2 separate regions of the Sus scrofa genome follow, and region 2 is linked to region 1. The links are chromatin contacts, called in public HiChIP or PLAC-seq maps. All regions are on one chromosome and are shown on one strand. Each heading gives the region's core, a stretch centred on a gene start, on an enhancer-like site or on the middle of the called end of the contact. The rest is flanking DNA. Distances are from core to core; before and after follow the strand shown.

What was found. HiChIP or PLAC-seq counts read pairs in DNA pulled down with a chosen protein or histone mark.
Region 2: a contact with region 1 is called in an H3K27ac HiChIP or PLAC-seq map of alveolar macrophages. The contact joins the enhancer-like site here to the promoter of LOC100152206 in region 1. A contact is called at or near these places in 2 of 5 promoter capture datasets (fetal liver and liver), 4 of 47 Hi-C or Micro-C datasets (blood, psoas muscle, retroperitoneal adipose tissue and 1 more) and 1 of 2 datasets of contacts at active chromatin or transcription factors (alveolar macrophages).

What each region holds. Positions count from the first base shown.
Region 1 is chr1:109,923,053-109,930,082 of Sscrofa11.1, reverse strand. LOC100152206 (C2 calcium-dependent domain-containing protein 4A) reads left to right here and starts at 2,323. Exons shown (of 4, transcript XM_013992909.2): 1 at 2,323-3,482; 2 at 6,725-7,012.
Region 2 is chr1:109,975,072-109,982,804 of Sscrofa11.1, reverse strand. It overlaps VPS13C (vacuolar protein sorting-associated protein 13C), which reads right to left. Exons shown (of 83, transcript XM_021094365.1): 11 at 7,113-7,240; 12 at 4,615-4,721; 13 at 3,910-4,081; 14 at 2,654-2,716. Among named protein-coding and RNA genes, the nearest start is that of VPS13C, 48 kb to the right of the region's middle. Within about 2 kb of position 5,869, at least 6 of the 83 cell types and tissues checked have an H3K27ac peak or open chromatin away from gene starts, as enhancers often do. A contact at or near this core is called in alveolar macrophages and retroperitoneal adipose tissue, where this site is marked.

The DNA.
Region 1 (7,030 bases), core at 1,074-3,573:
AGCAAAAAACAGCTATCTATGAACCAGAAAGTGGGCCCTCACAAGACAGGGAGTCAGCTGGCACCTCCATCTTGGACCTCCTGGCCTCCAGAACTGTGAAAAGTAAATTTGTGTTGTTTTTAAACCACCCAGTCTATAGTATCTTGTGACAGCATCCTAAACAAACTAAGAAGATCAAAAAGGAAAATCATTCCTTTTTGTCTATTGGAGGACAAAAAAGTCAAAATGTCCACAATTGGTGCTACAGAAAATGGATGTAAAAGAGAATCAGCACTAGCCAGTACTGGTGCTGTCAATATCCACCTCCATCCTTCGCTCCTGCACACAGAATATAAATCCTCAACCATTTCTTTTTCCTAGCTTAGTCAACCTGACAAAATACTTGGGATATATTTAGAAATATTTCATACTTCTTTCCTTCAACATCCACAACCAATCAACAGTCCGACCTGGCTATTCTGCTTTCACCATATTTCTTTCTTTATTTCTTTTTTTTTAGGGCCAAACCCCTCGGCATATGGAGGTTCCCAGGCTAGGGGTCAAATCAGAGCTGAAGCTGCTGGCCTACACCACAGCTGCAGCAACACCAGATCCTTAACCCACTGAGAAAGACCAGGGATTGAACCTGAGTCCTCATGGATGCTAGTCAGATTAGTTTCCTGTGAGCCATGATGGGAACTCCTCATCATATTTCCTAAATTATCTCTATGTCTCATCTGAACCATGCAGTCACCCTCTAACTGGCCTCCTGGACTCCAGCTTTTTCCTTTTCCATCCATCTGCTCACTGTCAATGTAGCTAATTTCCCAAAGCACAGGTTACTGTTCTGCTCACAAAGACCTAATACCTTTCTGGTGTAAAGAAAGCCCTCTTCAACTCATCCCAACAACCCCTCTCCTCTTGTTCATGCACAGCAACTACGCACTGAGGAGAAGGCAAAAAATTAATATGTTCTGGTTGGGATAGGCATGTTCCCCAAAAATTTTACAAGGACGTATGAATAATAGTGCAAGATGATACAAAAGATGCCCCAGGCAGAATAATCTGCTGGGAGAAGTGGACAATACTACTCCCTGTGTAATACTAACTTCTCGTACTTTCATAGTACTTTATACTTTTGAAAGGATAATGCATATGCCTGACTTTATAAACATTATTCCATTTTATTAATACTTCTTCAGTTATACCTCATGAGCTAGTATGCCAAGGTATGCATTTTCAAGTAATCTTCACAAAAGATCTGTGAGACAAGTAATGCAGGTGGTAGTATTGTCCTCATAGAAAAATTAAAGTCAGTGGTTTACATAAAATTACACAGCAGGTATTTATTTCCTTCAGCTCCCTGAGGACTGCCACCCTCTTCTCATTCAACAAGTACAGTTAAATCACCACTAGGCTACTTGTAATTTTCAGAGAACTTAGTTTGAAAGGATAATGGAATAGAAAATCTTAGGGTGGAAAAATTCAGCTCAAAATTGTCAGTACAGGGAGTTGCCTTTGTGGTGCAGCAGAGACAAATCTGACTAGTATCCATGAGGATGCAGGTTCAATCCCTGGCCGTGCTCAGTGGGTTGGGGATCTGGTGTTGCCGTGAGCTGTGGTGAAGTTTGCAGATATGGCTCAGATCTGGCATTGCTGTTGCTGTGGTGTAGGCCAGCATCTGTAGCTCCAATTCCACCCCTAGCCTGGGAACCTCCATATGCCATGGGTGCAGCCCTAAAAAGCAAAAAAAAAAAAAAAAAAAAAAAAAAAAAAAAAGGTCGGTATAAGTAATGCTATTACCAGATAGGACTAAAAGCTTTTAAGTTTCCAGAGTTCCCATTGTGCCACAGTGGTTAACAAATCTGACTAGGAACCATGAGGTTGCGGGTTCGATCCCTAGCCTTGCTCAGTGGGTTAAGGATCTGGCATTGCAATGAGCTGTGGTGTGGGTCGAAGATGCAGCTTGGATCCCACGTTGCTGTGGTTCTGGTGTAGGCCAGTGCTACAGCTCCGATTAGACCAGTAGCCTGGGAACCTCCATATACCACGGGAGCGGCTCAAGAAAAGGCAAAAAAGACAATAAATAAATAAATAATAAAATAAAAGCTTTTAACTTTTAATATTTTACTTTCAATTGATTAATTAATTTATTTATTTTTGCTTTTTTTTTTTTTAGGGCCATACTCGTGGCATATGGAGGTTCCCAGGCTAGGGGTTGAATCAGACTACACCACAGCCACAACAAGGCAGAATCCAGGCCACGTATGTGACCTACATTAACAGTTCATGGCAACACTGGATCCTTAACTCACTGAGCAAGGCCAGGGATTGAACCCAAAACCTCATGGTTCCTAATCGGATTTGTTTCTGCTCGCCACAACGGGAACTCCAATATTTTACTTTTTAAGTATGTTTTGAGAGACTGGTTTTTAGGTGCAAATGTCCCAAGTCTGCCATACTTCTTGCAAAAGTCAGAAATTTATAGTCCTAATCCAAAACAAACCATAACTAATGTGAAGAAACACCGCTGGCACTCTAATGCACAGCACTGAACCAAAAGGAATTTGGATACAGAGGGTAACTAAAGAAAATGAGCATTCTAGTAATTATAGCTCTTACATCCATTCTGGCTTCAGAAAAATGAGCAGGATAACAAAGGCAATGGCAAAGCTAAACTGCAATGAGGAAATGAGCAGTAAAAACAAAGTGCAAAATATTGTTTCTATTAAAAATGAAAGTCAGAATTAGGGACACTTGTTAAAAATTAACAACTCTTGCTTAAAAATTGAAAAAGAAGAAGCTCTAACATCACATTGTCTTACACCCACACTCCCTTTCCCAACCCTCGAGTTTGTTGGGAAAAGCAAAAGGGGGTTGGGGAAAAAAGGAACTAGAGGAGAAAGCTGGAGAATAAGCATGACACCATGGATTTTCAGAAAGTTTAGGTAGGATGTTTAACTGGGAGAAAGTATGTAAGTGGACTGCAGAATGTCAGAGACAGAGGAAATCAAATCTCGTCTGGTTTATCCAACCCCCTCCTTTGACAGATGGAGACACTTGGAAAATTAAGGGACTTGCCAAAGTCCCACAACAAGTTAGTGACTATCAGAGCTAAAACCCAAGTGTCTCAACTCCAAGTTCTTTCCACTACTCCACACTCTAGTTCTGTTGAATGAGATGGACAAGGCAGAACACCAATATTTTATGTGGTTATAAATTCTCTTCTTCTTGCTTTTCTTGACACCCAATTCTTCTATATTATTTTTCAGGTCTGCTTTGAATTATTTCCTTCTACTCCAAAGGCACCTGTGACCTGGATGATGTGCGATCTATTTATGCTTACTTCGCAGAATTGTTTTCCAGCTCCATCACTGGATGTTCCCAGAGCCATGAGCTCGGAATGATCACGGTCTTCCTCTGGGTAGATTTGGGTGTTCCAGGCACAGGGCCTCATCCTGTTACACCATCCTCCCAGTTATCACATGGCTCATGCTTCCGAGGTAAGTAAAACATAAGGCTTAATGTGGTCACAGAGGACCAGCCATGCGAGGACACATCCCTGCTGTTTTCAAGAATAAAGGAAATGCTTCCAGAGTGTTATTGAAGAAAGTAAATTATTAATAAAAACAAAGCAAATCTGCTTGGCTTGGCCAGAAGGAGAAATGTTTTTCTAAAGGAATCCATGTATGAATCACCTAATCCCTAGTCAAGCAGACGTGTATAATAGTAACAGCCAAATAACAGCCAGCATTTACTGTGTGCCAAGCATTTCGTGCATTTTTAATGCTCACAATAATCTTGCGTGGTAGGAATTATAATCCCCATTGTACAGCTTGGGCTCAAAGAGGTTAATTAACTTGCCCACAGCTCCATTGTTAAAAAGTTGCATAACAGATATGAACCTAGGACAGACTGACTCCAAAATCTCTATTTCCTTACCTTTAAATCATCTCTCCCTTCACAACACAGCTTTGTTTAACAATTTCTCAGACCACTTCTCAGATTGTGAGCTTCACCATTTTAACCAGGAGCTCTCTAGGCTCTTATTTGCAGAGCTAACGTCTTATCTCCTAAGAGATAAGAGATAAGCTGAGTCAAAACACATTTTAAGTATGTAATTTGGTAAACATTCTCCCATAGATTTAGCCCATGCCCAAGAATTTTGGCCAGGAGCAGAGCTGCTATAAAAACATAGAAGTCGCTAGTCAAAGGTATGCCAACCCCAGGACCCAGCAACCCTGCCCCCAGACTAAATATATAGTGTTCAATAGTCTTTGCTCATTCCTGCCTCAGTCAGATGGAGTTCAAATAGTTTATCCTCATTATTTCATTCCTCTTCTAACAAATGTACATAGCTGATATGATCTTGTACAGCCTGGATCTACCTGCCTAGTGTAGTGCCTGGAACCCAGGAGGCATTCAGTAAATATTGCTCTGAATGAATAAGTGAACTAATGAACATTTTCTCTCTACTGTAATAACAGTAAATACCTGACAGTGTATATAAAAGACTCTATGCTAACCTTTTTGTATACATTATCACATTATATCCTCACACAAGCTTATTGGTAAGTACTATTATTGTCAGAAGGGGCAAGGGAGCTCTCCTGGTTCTCTTTTATAAGATCACTAATCTTATTACCTCCCAAAAAGCCCACCTCCTAATTTTACATTTTGATACTGTGGCTTAGAAAGTGTAAGTAACTTGCTTAAGGTCACAGAGGGAGCAGCCATTCTAAAATGGGAACCACTTATTTCAGACCCAATTTTCTTAACCACTACATTCTACTACCTTCCTCTATTATTATTACTAATATTAATATTGTTGTTAGGGGACCATTGACTGAAACCACCCACCTTGGCCAGGCATGCATGATATAATAGCTGCTTGCATGAGTTGTCTCACAATAGGTGGCCCCGATAAGGAACCCCCCAGAACTAATGGGGAGGATTTGAGAGGAACCAGTGGGGGGCGGCAATAGAAAGGAGGAGATGACTCATCTCCCAGAATCCTTGGCGCTGGCATCCATCTTGGCTCAGAGGTGTACTCACCACAAGGAAGGACACTCAGTCAGATCAAGTATGGGCTGAGCAAGACAAATGGCCAGAGACAACCCAGGAACTAACGCCATTCCCATAACACCTGAGTCTGGAAGCCATGTGACAGAGCAGTTCTGGATTCCCTTACCCTGCTGCTCTCCACCCAGATGCCCCTTCGCAGTAAAGTCTTTTGCTTTGTCAGTACATGTGTCTCCTAGGGTAATTTATTTCTGAGTGTTAGACAAGAGCCCTGGAAGGGGTCCCTCTTCTTGCAACATTAATATTAATAATAATCACTGCTTCTACATATTTAGCACTTACCATATCCCAAGCACTGTCCTAAATATTTTACATTATTAGAGTTTTTAAATCCCCAAAATAACTCATTTATGACCATTAGTATATATTTTTCTTTCATTTCCCATCATTATGTGAACTTGGAATAATCATAATTTGTAGGCTTTATGCGACAGTTCTAGAGACCATACATAAATCATCCAGTACAGTGCCTGGGTATGTATATATTTTGGCAACAAAATGCACATGCCCTATCCTGAAATCATCTTTGCACAAATTCAATTTGATTTACTGAACACTGGACAATAAAAAAAAATCAGTGCTCATAATTTAAGAAGTGGGTTGTTATTTTTTTAAATTGAGGTATAAGATACATACAATCTTTTTTTTTTTTTTTTTTCGTTTCGGCCACTTCCACAGCATATAGAAGTTTTCAGGCCAGGGACTGAATCCCAGCCACAGCTGTGCTGCTGGACAGGGATCAAACCCAACCAGCTACAAACACTGGATCATTAACTCACTGGCCACAGTGGGAACTCCTAATATCTAATCTTAATTGTATGCTAGATAATATTTTTACATATGGATACACCCCTGTAACCCCACCCAGAACAAGACATTTCCAGCAGCCCCCTAAGGTTCCCTGTGCCCAGAGTAGTTTGTAATCAACAAACAAAAACCATTTGAAATCAGAACAGAAAACCAGGAGGCAGATAAGGAACTTCGAAAGCTGAGCAACCAAAAGGCTGGATTTGGGGGAAGGATACTAGGTAAGAATAAGATAAACTGGAGTTTCCCGTCGTGGCGCAGTGATTAACGAATCCAACTAGCATGAGGCTGCGGGTTCCATCCTTGGCCTTGCTCAGTGGGTTAAGGATTCCACTTGTCGAGAGCTGTGGTGTAGGTCGCAGACGCGGCTGGGATCCCGCGTTGCTGTGGCGTAGGCGGGCGTCTACAGCTCCGATTGGACCCCTAGCCTGGGAACCTCCATACACCCCAGAAAAGTCAAAAAGACAAAAAAAAAAAAAAGAAAAAAAAAAAAGAATAAGATAAACTTGACTTCTGTTCCCCCGCCCCTTTTTTTTTCCTTTTTTTTTTTTCAATGTCTGCAGCAGTGGCACATGGGTGGAGGTTCCCGAGCTAGGGATTGAATCAGAACTGCAGCTGAGTCCTATGCCTCAGCCACAGGAATCCCCAACCCTCTGAGGAAGGTGGGGGATCTAACCTGCATCCTCACAAAGACGACGTTGAGTTCTTAACCCTTTGAGCCACAATGGGCACTCCAAGCCGCTTATTTCCTCTTAATGGCGGGTGTAGAGTGCTTGTATGATTCCCATTCACTGTGTCCATAGATCCTCACAATGAGTGCGACTTAGTAAAGACTTAACCCTCTTTTGCCTGTCAGGAAACGGAAACATCCCCACCACTAGCTGGAGAGCAAAAGAGCTTGAATTTGCACAGCGGATCCAGCCACGTGGCATTTGGAAAATTGGAAGGCCTGGCCTCAGGTTACCAAGCAGTGCGGCTCAGTCCCGCCTGTTGGCTGGCTTCCCAGGCCCTAAGTATAAAGGCTCAGGCCGGCTGTCATTAAACCGTACTGAGCAGCGCTTTGAATTTCTCCAAGGCTGTGCGCCTCTATGAGTTGGTGCTCCGGGCGGAACGATGCAGAGACCTGAATGACGCCGCACCCCAGGTACATTAGCAGAGACCG
Region 2 (7,733 bases), core at 4,620-7,119, 49 kb before region 1:
CAGATGCAGAACCTTTTCATTTTTTCCTAAATATCACCTATGTTGCCATCACTTCCTCCCTGTCCAGCTAAGAGTCCGTGGTAAATAACTTCTGCCAATCCTCTGCCTACATTTTAAACTCTCTGGCCCTACGGAGTTCCACTACAATGAAAGAACATCAATCCTGGGTGAACCTCATTGCCTTCTCTTCATCTACATCCCATTCTTCCTTAGCCACTGCATCTAATAATTAAACTTCTTTCTTCAATTTTTAAACAACTTGTTAAGTGGTATTAAGAACACCCAATTTGGAGGTCCCTTGTGGCTCAGCAAGTTAAGGATCCAGTGTTATCACTGCTGCAGCTCAGGTCACTGCCATGGTGTGTGTTCAGTCCATGGCCTAGGAACTTCTGCATACCATAGGCATGGCCAAAAAAGAAAAAAAATTATGTTGGATAAATGTTTCCGTGGAATAATATATAAAACAGAACACTTTCTTCTTTTTCTTTTTTTTGCTTTTTAGGGCCGCACCTGTGACATGTGGAAGTTCCCATGCTAGAGGTCGAATTGGAGCTACAACTACTGGCCTACACCACAGCCACAGCTACACAGAATCCAAGCCGTATCTTCGAGCTACACCAAAGCTCTCAGCAATGCCATATGCTTAACCCTCTGTGCGAGGCCAGGGACTGAACCTGAATCCTCACGGATACTAATCAGATTCATTTCCACTGAGCCACAACAGGAACCTCCTGTCATTTTTTTTAAAAAAGAAAGAAAATAGGAGTTCCCGTCGTGGTTCAGTGGTTAACGAATCCAACTAGGACCCATAAGGTTGCGGGTTTGATCCCTGGCCTTGCTCGGTGGGTTAAGGACCTGGCATTGCCATGAGCTGTGGTGTAGGTTGCAGGCGCGGCTCAGATCCCACGTTTCTGTGGCTGTGGTGTAGGCCAGCAGCTACAGCTCCAATTAGACCCCTAAGTCTGAGAACCTCCATATGCCGTGGGAGCAGCCCTAGAAAAGGCAAAAAGACAAAAAATAAAAAATTTTTAATTAAAAAATAAATAAATAAAAAAAAGAAAATAAAGTTACAAAACCTCTTCTTGACTCCACATCCCCCACCAGTTGCCACTCCATTTAGCCTGTTTTCCACCTGCAGAGATATATCATACTGTTTGTATCTACTTTCTCCAATTCTTCATCTTCCATCCTCTCTCACTTCTATCAAATTTCTACTCGTAACAGTCTATAAAACTTGCTCTTTAAGTGACTTTTTTATGGCTAAATCTAATGATGGAACTTTCAGTTCCACGATGGTTTAAGCCTTCTACAGCCCATCCTTCACTGCTGATTACAATGAGAAATTGTAGATAAAACACAGAAGACACCTATCACAGACTGTAAAAAAATAAGTAAAGTAGGCAGATGGTGGAGAGGAGTCAACACTTCGAGAAGCGACCTTCACAAGGGTGAGTTCCTCACATTTTTTTCCCACAGGTTGTATCCGCCCTTCACCTGCCCCTGAACTTCTCGCTCCAGGGGTCTTACCCTCGGGTAGTCCCCTTCCCTTGAGTGCAGGCATGACCTGTGACTTGTTTCTAACAAATAAAATAGGGCAAAGGTGCCAAGATTTACATGATTATGTGCACAAAATTGCAGCGGCTGTCTTGCCAGAATATCTCTCTCCCTTAGAAGAAGCAAGCTGCCATGTTGTGGGCTAAGCGGAGAGGCCCAACTGGCAAGAAAGTCAAGTGCTATTGATGAGCTGAGGGCAGCCTCTAGCCAACAGCCAGCAAGAAACTCAAGTCTTCCATCCCACAAACACAAGGAGGTAAATTCTGCCAACAGAAGCAGATTCCTCATCAGCTATTCCCTAAATGAGAACACAGTTTATTCACCACCTTGATGCAATATTTTGTGACCTTAAGCAGAGAACTTGGTGAGCAGAGGGCTGGACTTCTGACCCTCAAAAAACCTGAGATAATAATAGTGTGTTGTTTTAGATCACTAAGTTTTTCAAGCAACCAGAGAAAACTACTTCACACGGCTCTGCCCTGAGAGAGACTGAATCACAGAGCCATGCAGAGGCACAGGCATTGAAACCTGAGAAACTCCAAGGAGCCAGAAAATGGAGTCCATTAGAGCCAGTGCATAGGGGAAATTCCAGTGGGGAAGAGCCAGAGAATGGGAGAGCTCTTTAATTCTGTGTATGAACCTGCCCAAATTTCAGGGAGGGAAAGAAGGAGGGAGAGAGAGACAAAAGAATATGGGTGAAGGAAAGGAAGAAGGAAGGAAGGGAAGAGGGAATAAAGAGAAAGAAACAGGTGATACAGAGAATAAATAAGTCTTTCATGGGAGAAGAATTGAAAGCCTATACATCAAAATGTTAACAGTATTATTCTAGGTGGCTAGGATTATAGATGATTTTTTCTTTCTTTCAGGGAGTTATCAAATTTTTTGTTACCAATTTTAAAACTTTTTCCCTTCATATTAGTGGATTTTTTCCAATATTCAATTTTATTTTCTCCTGAGACTAAATAAAGCCATGAAAACTCAACCTTTATTCTTGAGTAAATATCAACAACTTCCCATGGAATTCAGATTTCTTTATCGCAGGTTTAAAGGGGTTAATATTAACATGTTTAAAACAAAATCAGCCAATAAAAATGATTACCTCAACTTGTGCTTGCTGCCTTGCTAAAATTATGTTAAAAACATCTAGAGTCTTCTCCAAATCCTATAAAACAAAGAGACACTTATAAACAAAGAAAACAATCATTAGATTAAAAAAAATTTTTTTCTTCTATAATTCTAAGTTTATTCTAGTCCATGAACAAACAGCGTCTGTGATCTAATGAAAGTAAGTATAAATTTGGACACAAACTTAGCTTTTACACTTTCTTCTTGTTGCAATGTGAGAAACAGCTTTCCAAGAAAGCAAATCCTCATTACATACAATATGGAGATAAGAATGTTAATGAGACTACTATAATACACAGATAGCCATATATGCAAATGGAAACAAGAATACTTAGGTGGGGGACCTGTTTATCCTTATGGTTGTTACTTCTGACTCCCTCTATTCGACATTATTTATAATCACTGTACTAAAAAGCACCTTAATAAAACACAAAATTTAGGAACGTAAAATTCTGCAAATCAAATAGGCTAAAGCAGAAACTGATCTAGGGAATTTACTTAAGAGGAATCTAACACGTTCTGGGTGACCTGTGTGTCAGGAGCTCTTCTGTGTTATTTCATGCAATTCTCACAACTCTCTAAGATGTATACTGTTTCCGTTTTATGCATGAGAACACCAGACCTGAGAAACTAAGAAATGTGATGCTTTTTCTAATATACAATATAAGTGATTATCATATATTTCAGAATAATAGGAATTCAATTAATTTTTTACACAGTGAATTTGTGGCAAAATAGTTATATAGTTAAGATCAAATGATATTAAGCAAGTTATGCATTCAGTGTATCTTTTTCCCACATTTCAGAAGGGGATAAATAAGACTCGTATCTTGAGGAATAAGGCCAATTTTTCACAAGTAATGTTTGAATTCTTTAAAAAAAAAAAAAGCCACTAACAAAACCAGCAATACACATCTAGCTAATAATAAGCACATATCTGAACATCTCTGATAATGATTTTCTAAATATTATTATAAAAACCAAACACATTTCTCCAAATAGTTTATAGTAACCTTATTTTATCAGATATTAGGATATGAGAGAAAGGTTTTTAAAAGAAGAAAAAAACTAGGAAAAAATATTCTGCATTTTTTTCATAAAATTCTCTCAAAAAGAGATCAGTTCTGTTTTTCCTAAAAATTACATTTTAATTCAAATTAAATTTAGAAGAATTAACATTAAAGGATGATTTAACAGATAACAGCTCTCACCAATACATGAAAGATATACCTGAATTTGCTTCTGTATTTCTTCTGGGACTTTAGTCTGGGTTAGCTTATTTTTGTAGGCACTTTTATAACTCTTGAGCAACTGCCTGTGTTTTTTTATGTTACTCCATGACCACATCTGTGTATGCCTCCTTATATGAACTTCAAGAACAGAATCAATTGCATATTTCCACCTGCAAATGAAGTTTTGTTAATGCACACAAAATATAAAGGAAAATAACTTTAACATTTTAGAGCTATACTGTTAACTTATTTTGTTCTTGTTCACTGTGTTCCTCTAAGAGCTCAGCAATAATATTTCAATTCCGTAGTACAATTCTCGGACTTAAACAGACTATGAAATGAGCAAATCACTCCAGGAAGAGGGTATGCCAAACCATGCCAAAATCATAAAAGCACAAAATGACATATTGCGTGAAAGAGTATCCCAACATGGTTATAACACTGAGTCCACATGTAGGACCAAAGGGCACTAAGACCAGAAAAGTGCTGACAATCTAGAATGCCAAGTTAGGAATTAAGAGGAGGAGTACAAGAGAATGTGTTTATGAAACAAGTAATAAGGACATAATAAAAAAGATATCCCTCTAATGTCTACTTTTTAAAGTAGCTTCATTATATCACTTTAAGAGTCTTTAGCTCTGAGAGTCCCTAACTTATGATTATATGTTTCTTATTTTAAAAAATTTTTTTAAATTTAACTTACCATTGTCGACCATGGTTATGAAGCGGTAAATAAGGTTTGTATTTCCTGTAAGGAGCATTTCTAACCATATAATCCACTGACTCCAAAAAGTCAATCATACTTAAGTACTATTAAAACAAAAATCAAATTATATTTATTACATTGTGCACATGCATAAAGACCAAATTTTATTATATTTCCAGTATAGTGAGACTTCAAATTTCCTGAATGAATACGACAGTTGCCTAAATTCAATAAAATATTTCATCCAATTTAAGACATCAATTATAAGTTGCAAGGTAATCTTTAAGTTTCGCTCCAAAAGAAAACCCAGTGCTGCCAATTAAGCTGCCATTATCACCAATGACAATATATATCCTATTTTCGAGTATGTTGAAATGTGAAATAAATATACATTTTAGAACCAATGAAATATGGTATCTTTAACTACTGACATGGAGCATGATTATTCCTAAAACTACATATTTTTCCTCTGGACCATCATTTCAAGCCTTGGCTATTTATGAACTGAGTTTCAAACTGCTCCAGAATATTACTATATAATGAAGCAAGACAAAGCTATTTAATCACCTATCTTACCACCAAGACAACTGTGTGTGTATCTGGTCAACAGCTCAAATGATTAGAAATATATACACACATACATACACACACCAACACACAACTGTAGATAAGATGAAGAAAGGGGAAGTCCAGCTGGTGCTTCTCTATGGTTCTAAACTCAACTCCACCTAAGAGTTACCGTGTGGCTATTCAGTACTCAGCATACGGATAGTCTGAACTTAAATGTACTAATAAGTGTAAAACATAACCCAGATTTTGAAGACTTAAGGAAAAATAAAAGGATATACAATATCTTAACAACTTCTAATTTTGATTACATGTTGAAATGACAGTACTTAGGGTATGTTAAATAAAATGTTATTAATGTTAATAATTTTCTCTTTTCTTTTTACTTTGCTAAGGTAGCTACTAGAAAATTTTAAATTACATATATGATTTGCATTTTATTTGTAATGAACTGCAATGAGCTAAAAGCTCAATTTGCTAAGTACTCCATCTTCCTTTCACTTCCAGTTTTCTGGATCTGTTATGCAAACTCCCTAAGCACATAACGAAACCTGAGAAACAAATGAAGGAAAAAAACTGCCAACATAGCTGTTTTAAAAATTAAGTGAACAGGAGTTCCCATTGTGGTGCAGTGGAAACGAATGTGACTAGGAACCATGAGGTTGCAGGTCTGTAGGAGAAAATGTCCCAATAAAAACGTAGAAAGGAAAGACCCTGGCCATGATGACTAAGCAAAGTCTAGCCAACTGCCCCAACCACCCCTCCCCCAAGCATCTGCTTCTGTAAATTTGTTTCCGCATCTACTACCTTGCCTGACGTCACTCTGGTCCAACTAGCCAAGCATGGACCCGGAAGAAGCAGCCCATAAAAGCCTTGTGAAACCCTTCTTCCGGGCTCAGACTCTGGAGAGCGATCTCCTCTGAGCCCGCCAGTGTAATAAACCTGAGTTCTCCAACTCTCTGAGTGCTCGCTTGGTTTCTCACCGGGTAAAAGAGCTGATCCCACAGAGCTGCTGGAGCTAGTATGCTACAGCCGCAGGGCTGTCGCCAGAGCTGATATGCTGCAGCACAGGGCTGCTGGGTAGCTGCAATAACAGGTTTGATCCCTGCCTCGCTCAGTGGGTTGAGGATCTGGCGTTGCCGTGAGCTGTGGTGTAGGTTGCAGACATGGCTCAGATCTGGCATTGCCGTGGCTCTGTCATAGGCCGGTGGCTGCAGCTCTGATTAGACCTCTAGCCTGGGAACCTCCATATGCTGCAGGTGTGGCCCTAAAAGGACAAAAGACAAAAAAAAAAAAAATTTAAGTGAACGATATTAACATAAGAGTGTCTGCTATTAAAACCTGAGGAGTTCCTATCTTGGCACATCGGAAACGAATCTGACTAGGAATCGTGAGGTTCCGAGTTCAATCCCTGGCCTCTCTTAGTAGGTTAAGGATCCAGCATTGCCATGAGCTGTGGTGTAGGTCACAGACTCAGCTCAGATTTGGCGTGGCTGTAGCTGTGGCGTAGGCCAGCAGCTGTAGCTCTAATTCAACCCTACCATGGGAAACTCCATATGCTGAGGGTGAGGCCCTAAAAAGCAAAAAAAATAAAATAAGATAAAATAAAATCTGAGGAAGAAAAAATCCACTAAAATCCTCTACCAGCAATTAGGAATTAAATGGGAATCATGTCATTCACTATAATTTGGTAAGATTCTCCACTAACGGGGAAAATCAGATAAAATAAAGGAAAATTATTTCTTAAATTTGATATTTCTTTTAAATATATATATTAAAATTATATATATATATACATTAAAAATAGATAAATATTTAGGAGACCAATATCAACATAACAAACTAAAAGAACCACCAGAGCAATGGAGAAGGAAAAATCACAGAGATTCAAGGCTAATCAAGGCTAGAAATGTCCAAATGAATCTTACCTGAGGTTTGGTCAGTTCAATGGCAATATTTTGTACTTCTATGTTCCAATCAAGTTTAGGTGTTTTGAGTTCTGCTTCTGCATAAGGATTCATGTAGAGTTTTGCAGAGGCTGATATTGGCTGGAAAACTTATACCACATGGGAAAACATAAGATATGTTTATATGCCCTTACATATGAACAACTGTAAATAATTTTGAGAATACTGTTACTCTGAAAGTAAAAATAAAATGATCAAAACTATACAAAAAAAAGTTAAAAAAATAGCTACAAAAACTATTAAAGCATCTACTTAACTGAACACAAACTATCAAACACAATGGTAAAAATGGAATCTCCAAGGAAGAAATTGGTGTTCTATGCTTCTAAATTAGACATGTACAAAATATGGAGTTCCCATCATGGCTCAGTGGTTAACGAATCCGACTAGGAACCATGAGGTTACGGGTTCGATACCTGGCCTCAGTCAGTAGGTTAAGGATCTAACATTGCTGTGAGCTGTGGTATAGCAGACGCGGCTCAGATCCTGCATTTCTGTGGCTCTGGTATAGGCCGAAGGCTACAGCTCCAATTAGACCCAAGCCTGGGAATCTCCATATGCTGTGGGTGCGGCCCTATAAAG